3 separate regions of the Gossypium hirsutum genome follow, and regions 1 and 3 are each linked to region 2. Evidence: chromatin contacts called from public Hi-C data. All regions are on one chromosome and are shown on one strand. The core of a region is the stretch at or near the end of the contact, and the rest is flanking DNA. Distances in the headings are between cores, read along the strand shown.

Region 1 (3,316 bases), core at 716-3,215, 170 kb after region 2:
GGGAAGGGAAAGGGAAGGACTGGAGAGTTTTCATTTAGGGTTTTCTGATCGAACCGCCCAAGCTAGCCAATGCATGTCAAACTGTCGGCAAGCTAAGGCGAATTTAAGGCTTTGTATCAGACTTTTATTCTCCATCACATAAATGCATCAGGTGATTTCTAAAAATAATTATTTCATCAAATTCTTAAACCTTTTTTCGCTGCATATTTCATTCAGTTCAGTGTTATCAATTTGTCAAGAGATACTAATTTTTTTTTTGGTAATGGTAAAGCATGATTGGAGGGATTTTTAAGGTAGTGCCGCTTAAAGAAAAATAACGATATCTAACTCTGTTATAGAAATCAAGTCATTTCTATAATTATTTTTGAAATTAGATATTTTTATAATTTTTAAAAATTTTAGAAGATTCTTAAAAAAGTCAAAATTTTTTGGCTTATTATCCGAATCACATGTTATATTATTAGGTAGTCAATGCTTGTTTAGGCCAAGTGGCTCTTTCATTTTAATTATTTATAGACAATTCATTAAAATAGACAAATATTATTTCATTATTTTTATATATATTAACTAAATCAACATTTCACAAATATTATAAAAATGAAATTAAAAAAATAATAGCGTGAAAATAAATATATAGTGAATTTTATTTGGCATAATAATAAATTTAGTCTCCAATGTTTATTTTTTTATTTATAATTTTTTTTTGTTATTTTGATCTTCAACTTTTAAAATTTAGTCAAATTATTTGTTTTTCTAGGGAAAAGCTGATTAAACTATTAAAATTTCAACTACATTGACGTGGCTACTAGCATGATACTCTCTGCACAATTCATAAAAAAAATTTAAAAATTTATAAAAACTTCTAAAAAATTTATCTATATTAATAGTAAAGTATACGTGAAATGCTACATAAATTACCATATAATCAGGGGCGAAGCCAGGGGGTGGCATGGGCCCCGCGGCCTCCCTAAAATGTAAATTTATATTTTAGGCCCTTAAAATTTTTAAAAAATTTTAAATTAGTAAAGGTGAAATTACATTTTGGCCCCTCTAAATTATAAAAATTTATAAAAATTTGATTTAATCATTTACAAATTATAAATATATAAACTGTAAAAAAATTAAAATTTCATCTGACCCCCCTAAAAAAATTTTCTGGCTTCGTCCCTACACATAATGCCATTAAAATTTTATAGTTTAGTCGACCTTTCTATCAAAAAATCAATAGACTAAATTTTAAAGGTTGCAAGCTAAAATAATAAAAAAAATAAAAACTAAAATGATAAAAATAAAACATGGAAATAGAGTGAAGTAAAAAAGAAAAGAAAAATCAAATAATACTATTGGAAAAATTATAACAAGCAACTAACATTTGGTTTGAAAAAATTAATTTTGATTGAAAATTATGAATAAAATAATTTCTATTTTATTTTTATTATAAAAAAATTAAAAGAATGAAAATCTTGGCTGTGGCGATTGGCAATAAAAAAAAACCAATTACTGTTTAACTGTTTTTATGACCATTTAAAAAAAAACTTGTTTTTAAGACCGTTGCTTCAACGATGTTAACAGTTTTATTACCCAAATAACGAAATCGGTGAGAAAAAGGAGAAAATGAGTTTGGTTGTTGCTCCTCCTCACAGATCGATGATCCACTGCAAAACCCCAAAATTTCGCTTCAAAAATCCACAAAATCTCTTCGGTAAAACCTTGACTTTCTACTCTCTGAAGTCTCCGACTCACTTCAATTCGTTGCTTTGCCTACCAGTCAACTCAGTCCGTCCAGAGTCCCCCTCCATTCAGACCCATCATCCCATTCAGGAACTACTCCCTCTCCTTGCTTTCTCATTGACCCTTTTGTGTTTTCGTCTTTTGTCCAATGTCCTTTTGCCCGATTTCGCTCTTCGTTGGCAAAGCCTCGTTGCTTTCTCTCGTGAAGCTGAAGCTCGGACCAAATCTTATCCAAAACATCTATGGGAAGCCATCGTTGCTTACGAGGATCGTCGCTTCTTTACACATTTTGGGATCGATCCAGTTGGCATTGGTCGAGCTGTTTTGTCGCTTTCGGTTCGTGGGGGAGGTAGCACCATAACTCAGCAGGTTAGTGCTGTATTTTTTTAATTCGAGATATATGTATATATTTATGTACACAACATGTTTGATTGTTTTCCTCAACTAAGTGCGTTTATATATATATATATTCATTTGTTTATGTTTAAAATAGTGGGCGCTGTTTATTTGAGTTCCTTTTTTTTTTTTTTGCCTCATTTCTTGAATTTTGTATTTTGGTACATGTGAATGGCTGAAAACGCATTTGACTCGGGCTACATGCTTCAAGTTTACCCAAGTATGAGTTTTAATATTAAATTGTGCCTAGGTGAATCGAATATAGTTGTTGAGCGACTTATGAAGTGCACTAGTACATACCAGATTGATGATTTTGGAATAAAGCCAAGTAGGATAGACTGGCAAGGAACCATTAAATTGGTAGTATTGTTGGTGTTTGGTTATTTTCCTTGTCTTTTTCCTACTCCTTTCTTTCTCAACTTGTGTATTGCAAGGTGTAATTTAAGTTATCTGAGTAAGAATATAACAGTGTGAAAAGGAAAATTCTATAAAGGAAAAAAATATAGATGGGAAAGGTGTATCTAGTGCATGGAAACACCTATCTGATTATAATAGTTAAACACTTAGGTTTGACTAGAACCAAATTTGTCATGCTTTACATCCCTTGCTGATGTTAGCATCAATTAAATAACAATCAGGAATTCGTCACTGTAGAGAGATTTGTCAACGCATGCTGAGCTCCAGCAATGAAAAAAATTTGAAGAAAATCATTGCAGACATATTCCATCCTCACCAACAAGGCTTCCATCATTACGAAATCTCCTCATTCTTTTTTCCATCTCTATGGAATCCTTCCTATTCTTTATCTTCGGTTTCCTGTTCTATTCTTCTGTCTCTGCGAAATCTTTCTCAGAGTTTATCTACCCAAATTTCAGTGCTTCACACTTCAGTTTTATTGACAAAGATGGTGCCTTCTTGTTCTCTCGTAATGGAACATTCAAAGCTTCTATCTACAACCCCGAAGCTCAAACCAACTTTTACTTGTGCATCATACATGTTGAATCCAATACCATCATCTGGTCAGCTAATCGTGGTTCTCCTATCTCAAGCTCCGGTAAAATGGATCTTACAGTCAACGGGATTAGCATTGCAGATCCAGATGGTAATCCCAAATGGTCAACACCTCAGTTGCGGACGACAATTTATGCATTACTGCTAACTGAAATGGGTAATCTTGTTCTACTTGACA
Region 2 (3,109 bases), core at 579-3,078:
GATAAATTCCAAAACACATAAAAATTAAAATCAATGATCTCAATATCGCTCCAACCCTTCGTTTTTCTTAAAGCACCTGAATCTGAACTTATTGAAAGATATCTTACTGCTTGTAGTTCATTTCAAACTCATTAATATCAATCATTTGAGGATAGTAGGAAGAAAATTCCATGTAGATGACCTCATCTAGTTTGGTTTCGGCTGAGCTACAGATAGTTGTCATAGTTGTCAACTCGAACACAAAGAGTATCAAATGCAAAAGAAGCTTCAATGACCAATTAATTTTACTTTTACTATTCCTCGAAGTTAAAGGGATTCTTCAACCATACCAAGGTAACCAAACAAATTTTTTTTTTCCACCCTCAAGACTTTTCCATCAAACAGAAAGGATAGTTCTTCTGCAGATTAAGAAACAAAAAGAAGCACCTAAGACTTCCCTTGAGGGGTGGCCTAGGACCTGAAGGCACATATCTTATCCCCATGTTCATGGCTCAGCTAACAGCATATAGGATTAAAAACATATACTTATAATTTAAACTGAAGAAAAGAACTTATTCTGTCAATATTCATACGGATCCATTGAAGGATCCTAAAGTATCAAAGGGTAATTTCTGACCTTAGCCAAAAAGAACTCCCATTCATATTAAAAAAGGAAGATTAAGCAAAGGTTTACTCTTGGATATGACTTGCCCCATAAATACAGATTCTAGACATCCTTGACACTGGCAAAAGGATACAAAATCATACCCATAGTAAGGCTAAGCCAAGATATATGACATTAAAATCGAACATTGTTATACCTAACCCCTCGCCCAGAGAGGCTCGCCAAACCCGCACACGCCATTCACGGGTGCCACCACCAAGTCGCATTAGAGTCCACTCAAAAGCTCCCCCAATCACATTTCATAGAATCGCTCAAGACTCTACTGCTGGCTCTACAACTCCACACAATCACACCCTAGTAGAGCACTCCAATGCTCTACTAATAGCACTCAAATGACCCTCTATTGTAGGACACCTGTAAGGAGGCCAGGTCAAGTTCCTCTATATAAGCTCTCTCCTCCATCTCCAGGAAGAGGCAGGTGCTGAATACAAGGCCGATACTCTACCCAAATCCGGCCACACTGACCAAACTCTCCAAATCATCTTCCCAATAAACTCTCGACACACAGTGTGAACCCCTTCAGATCACCAAACTCAAACCTTGTATCAACAAAACATAAAAAGTAGCAACATAATCACTGATCAACTAAACCAGTAAAAGCTTCAACAACAAAAATTTCAGATGAAGAACGTCAAAAGTTGCAAACCCATTAAACTACAAGTATTGAAATTGTAAAAAGAAAATTGAAGAACTCAGATAAACCCAGATGGAGAATTTGGTTGAAAAGGTAAAAGAATTACCCGGGCAGAGATGGTGGGGATATGATCAGGGTTGTTTTCATCGATCACATAATAATCACCTAAAACGACAACGTTGCTCTGGATCTCCTCGGAAACACACTTGGTTCCTGAACTTGGAATCGTTAACCATATAGCTTCAGCAACCGGTAATATATTACTGTTCCTCGTTAAACATAGTACCAAGATTATAGGCAGAAAACACGCCGCACGACCGCCAAAAACCATGCCTTCGTTCATTGTTAAAGGCGAACAAAACCCACAAAAAAAGGACTCTTTTCGCTTCCTTTCTCTGTTTCTTTCTTTATTTTTAAGTTCAATATGTTTGCTGGGTTTGATAGCTAGTCGTAGACTCGTAGTTGTCAGAGTCAAACGGTGGAAAACACGCGCCGATAACTGGGAGTGAGTTTGGTGTATGGGACAATTAAGAGAAAGGTCATATAAGAGTTGCTGTGATCGACCAATAATAATGTTCCAGCTAAGAAATTTTAGGATTGAACTGCAATGTCAAAGCCACGACCACGCGCTATTTTTAATAAGGGTAAATTTTATTATTAGTCCCTTAACTATTAGCATATTTTTATTTTGATATTCAAACTACAAAACTTTTAATTTCATAATAAATGTTTTTCAATTGATTCTGTTTTTATCACCCTCCATTAAATCCTTAATGGAAATGATATACAAAAGTTAGCTCTCCTATCATATTATATATGTATTAGTAGTTTTAGGAATACTTATATACTATAGAGAGGGATCCACTTAAATCGATGTAAAATTAAAATAATTTTACATTCTCGATTAATATTTTATCGATCTAACATTCACATTTTATATTTCATTTATATAGATCATACATGAAAATTTTAATGTAAATTAAAATTTTCTAACAATTTGTTTTATTTAAAAAAATTCTAGTCGTTCAATAAATATTAATATATATATATGTGTGTGTAGTATTTTAGATCTATATGATAGAAATATCAGATCAGCTTGAAAATTTACATGCATAGCAAGTATAACTACATTGTTAAATTCAACGATTGAATTGTTAAAATATTAATTGTTCAAAGAGATACAAAAGGGTGTAAAACTATTTGTATAAGCGGATCCCTCCCTATATAATATATTATTATATTATGTAATAATATATAATCTATTAATTGATCCAATTCACGTAAATCGTTTGGTAAATTCGATTTTTACTTCGGATTAATGAATTGTTATATATAAGTACTAATAGTTTCAAAATATAATATTACATTATGTAATAATATATCGCGTACTGCAATAGTAATACATAATATATTAATTATCATTATATATTATTGTTTATTATTATCTTGGTTAAAATATGCTCTAAGTCCCTAAGTTCTTTGTACATTTGAAAGTTAGCCCTACTACTATATTGAATAATGCTATATTATATATAACATATTAATAGTTTATATATTATAATATTATGTAATACTATATCTTTTATTATAATATATAATATATCATAGCTATATATATATGTATTAAAGTTTTAGTAAAAATTACTACTATATTATTATAGACATAATACTAAAAATAGCCCCTAAAGTTTGACATTTGTTCACTTTTGCCCTTTATCTTTTTTTTAGCACTTTAATCCTTAACGTTATTATTTTTTTTGTCAAATTGATCTATTTTTAATGGACATGTTGGTGTGACTGTTAATTGACTA
Region 3 (3,168 bases), core at 436-2,935, 210 kb before region 2:
GGTATGATGTTGTATTGGTGCAATTCATGTACTCTGGTTGCCTTTTTTTTTATTATGCTATGATGTTGATTTTGAAGATTATCAAAAGATTAACCTATGTGTATGCAATTTTTAAATCTTCATGCAAATATTACTAGATCTCCATGAACGCAAAATATGCATAGTTTCGTTAAGGAGCAATTGTGTATAATAGAAAGTATTTTTGCATGTCTTGAATAAAAAAGCCCAAGGAAATTTTCTTGTATAGGGGAAAGGATGATTGAAAGTTGTTATGAATTAAATAGCTCGAGGAACCCTTCATAAGTTCATCGATGCAAGACATAGTAAGCTTCGTTGTTCCTAGGGAAGGAGGTTGTTTCTAGCAACGTAGGCATTGATGTTATCTTCGCACAAGAAGCAATAGGCTTTGCGAAAGGAATTGAGTATATGTTTTGATGGCATCAATACATGAACAATAGTCATAATTTTTAATTTTATTGGAACAAAATATTGTAGTTTTTTCCATTGAGCTATTTGTACTGAAATAATGGTGATGGTAACTGCAAAATCATGATTTAATGTTGTGATGAATGGTGGTCGCAATTGTAAAGCGATGGTTTACTCTTAATTTACTTTTTATATTTCCATTGATCCATTATGAATAATAGTACTGTAGTTGTACAAATTAAGATTGAACTAATATAAATATTGTAATAATACGACTGTAGGCTTATGAATGACTTTCTTTTTAATGTATATAACTTAAAACAACAATAAAGGGTTACTAATTTAAATAAATATTTTTATTAAATTAATATATTTTATTTTTTAGTAAAAATATTAAAAGGTATACTAATCATTTGGAAATATTTAAAGATTTTGAGTTTTATCGATTGATATGAATATTGATGCTAATGCAAGAGGATATGAGTTCGAATGCGCTGAAATACATTATCCTTTTAATTACGGGATGAGAGGAACTTTGGATAATTTTAGGTATTGTCTAAAAAAAATAAAATAATAAATAATAAATTAAAAGTTTGTTAATTATTACAATATATATTCCTCTTAATCAAATCAAAGAATATTATTACAATATTATTCCATCTAATCAAACTATTGTTATAACTATTCCATTGCAAGTTATTAGATTACAGCCTATTGGGTTCCAGTAAACCAAAGACATTGTTAGTGTTTTACATATTTCATTATTATTGTTCAGATTACGAAATGCGGTAGACGCGCCGACTTGAAGCGTGGGAGAGGGAGAGATGGTGGCATAGTGGTGTGTAATGTCTGAAACCGAAACATTGAAGGAAAAAGGGAAAGCCAGAAGCAGAAATTCTTTGCCTTTGGTCCACGCCCCTGGAAAGGCTACCCCAGGGCAGTGTTGTCTTGTAGGGCAGCCCGGGCAGGCAGCTTTATGCGCTCCAAAATCTTAAAAGCCACATAACTGAATTTCCCAAATACACCCTAAACTCAAAGCCTAATACCACCCACTCTAGAGTTAGAAATGATAATTTTAATTAAATTGTATTATTATTTTGAAATTATCAAAACATTTTTTTATTGCTAAATTATTAAAAGAGTACAAGACAACAAATAATTGAAGCTCTGTGATAACAATGTAAGGCTTCCAAAAAAGAACAAGGGCAAATTAGTCTTGACATAAAAATGTAATAATGCTTTGGAGACTCTAAGATCGAGAATCTGACGTGTCTCTTCACTTTATGCAAGAAAAAACACATTGCTTTCCCTTCCTCACCTCCCCCATCCTCTGCTCTTTCTGCTTCTTTGCTGCTTTAGTCCATTTTTTTCCCTGAAAAAATAAAAGAGAAGATAACAATAAGCCCAAATCCTAAACACTGAACATTTTCCAGCTTGAGAGCAGCCATATTTATGCTGTTGAAGTTTCTACATTATAGTGAAAGTGAAGGAGCAAAACCAGCTGATAAACCTTAGAAACCTTCAATGGCCGCTACATTTGTCCATTAGTTTGAACCATAATAAGCAAAGAAGAAAAGGGTTCTTTTTTTGTTTGTTTGTTTAATCTTGACTCCTTTTTTTTAGTCCATTCTCCCTAACACCCAAAACCCTTACTAAAGCAAAGAACCCAAAGCTCTTTTTGTCATATTTTTCCCCCCCTCCCCCCCCCATTTTTTTGTTTTTCCCTGCCTTTAACTGAAGCGAAACAAGGAAAAAATAATCCCATACTCCTCAAGCCCCTGCACCTAACAATGCCAAACCAAAAACCCAATTTCCTTTCCTTTTACAAACTCCTTTGCTTCGTGCTTCTCACCGATGTAGCTTTGGTAGCTTCAAAATCAACAATCGAGCCTTGTTCCAACTCTGATTCATGCAATGCCTTGTTGGGGTACACTCTCTACACCGACCTGAAAGTCGCCGAGGTTGCTTCCCTCTTCCAGGTTGACCCCATTTCGGTCCTCACGGCCAACGCCATCGATATCTCTTACCCGGATGTCGAAAACCACATCCTTCCTTCCCAACTCTTCGTCAAGATCCCCATTCTATGTTCTTGTGTTGATGGAATTCGGAAATCGGTTTCCACTCACTACAAGACCCGACCCCAGGACACGCTTTCGTCTATTGCGGATTCTATTTACGCTGGTTTGGTGTCAGCTGACCAGATTAGAGAGGCTAACTCGATTGATGATCCTTCGGTTCTCGATGTTGGGCAAAACCTTGTTGTTCCGTTGCCGTGTACTTGTTTTAATGGGACTGATAATGGACTCCCTGCTATTTACCTTTCATATGTGGTGAAGCCAGTGGATACTTTAGCTGGAATTGCAGCGAGTTACTCCACTACCATAACAGATTTGATGAATGTTAATGCTATGGGGGGTACTTCTATTACGCCTGGCGACATTTTAGCTGTCCCTTTGTCAGGTAGTTGAGTGTTTGTCTTGCTTTTGTAGTAGGATTAGGCTTTATATTACTGCTACAAAGTCCTTTGCTTTATGATTTTCAGCGATTTAGCATTGTTAGTTCAAGCTAAGGCAATGGTTGCGTGTTTCTATATTTAGCTTTGGGTAATTGAGTTGTGTTTTTATGTATCTACTTTGTTTATGTCTGTTTACCATGAGCAATGGAGGTTTAGCGTTGTTTTCTTTTGGTACTTTCAGCTTGTGCTTCAAATTTTCCTAAATATGCCTCGGATCATGGATTGAT

What was found. Hi-C and Micro-C count contacts between places; a contact is called where the count stands out from the background.
Region 1: a contact with region 2 is called in a Hi-C map of leaf, with 2.8 times the contacts expected there. The contact joins the promoter of LOC107962492 here to the promoter of LOC107962500 in region 2. A contact is called at or near these places in 4 of 34 Hi-C or Micro-C datasets (hypocotyl and leaf).
Region 3: a contact with region 2 is called in a Hi-C map of leaf, with 1.9 times the contacts expected there. The contact joins the promoter of LOC107962508 here to the promoter of LOC107962500 in region 2. A contact is called at or near these places in 2 of 34 Hi-C or Micro-C datasets (both in leaf).

What each region holds. Positions count from the first base shown.
Region 1 is chrA06:6,874,061-6,877,376 of Gossypium_hirsutum_v2.1, reverse strand. LOC107962492 (G-type lectin S-receptor-like serine/threonine-protein kinase At5g35370) reads left to right here and starts at 1,965. Exons shown (of 2, transcript XM_016898901.2): 1 at 1,965-2,100; 2 at 2,766-3,316. The coding sequence starts at 2,911.
Region 2 is chrA06:7,040,811-7,043,919 of Gossypium_hirsutum_v2.1, reverse strand. It overlaps LOC107962500 (transmembrane emp24 domain-containing protein p24delta5), which reads right to left and starts at 1,828. Exons shown (of 4, transcript XM_041115000.1): 1 at 1,405-1,828. The coding sequence starts at 1,641.
Region 3 is chrA06:7,248,143-7,251,310 of Gossypium_hirsutum_v2.1, reverse strand. LOC107962508 (lysM domain-containing GPI-anchored protein 1) reads left to right here and starts at 1,685. Exons shown (of 5, transcript XM_016898922.2): 1 at 1,685-2,886; 2 at 3,123-3,168. The coding sequence starts at 2,217.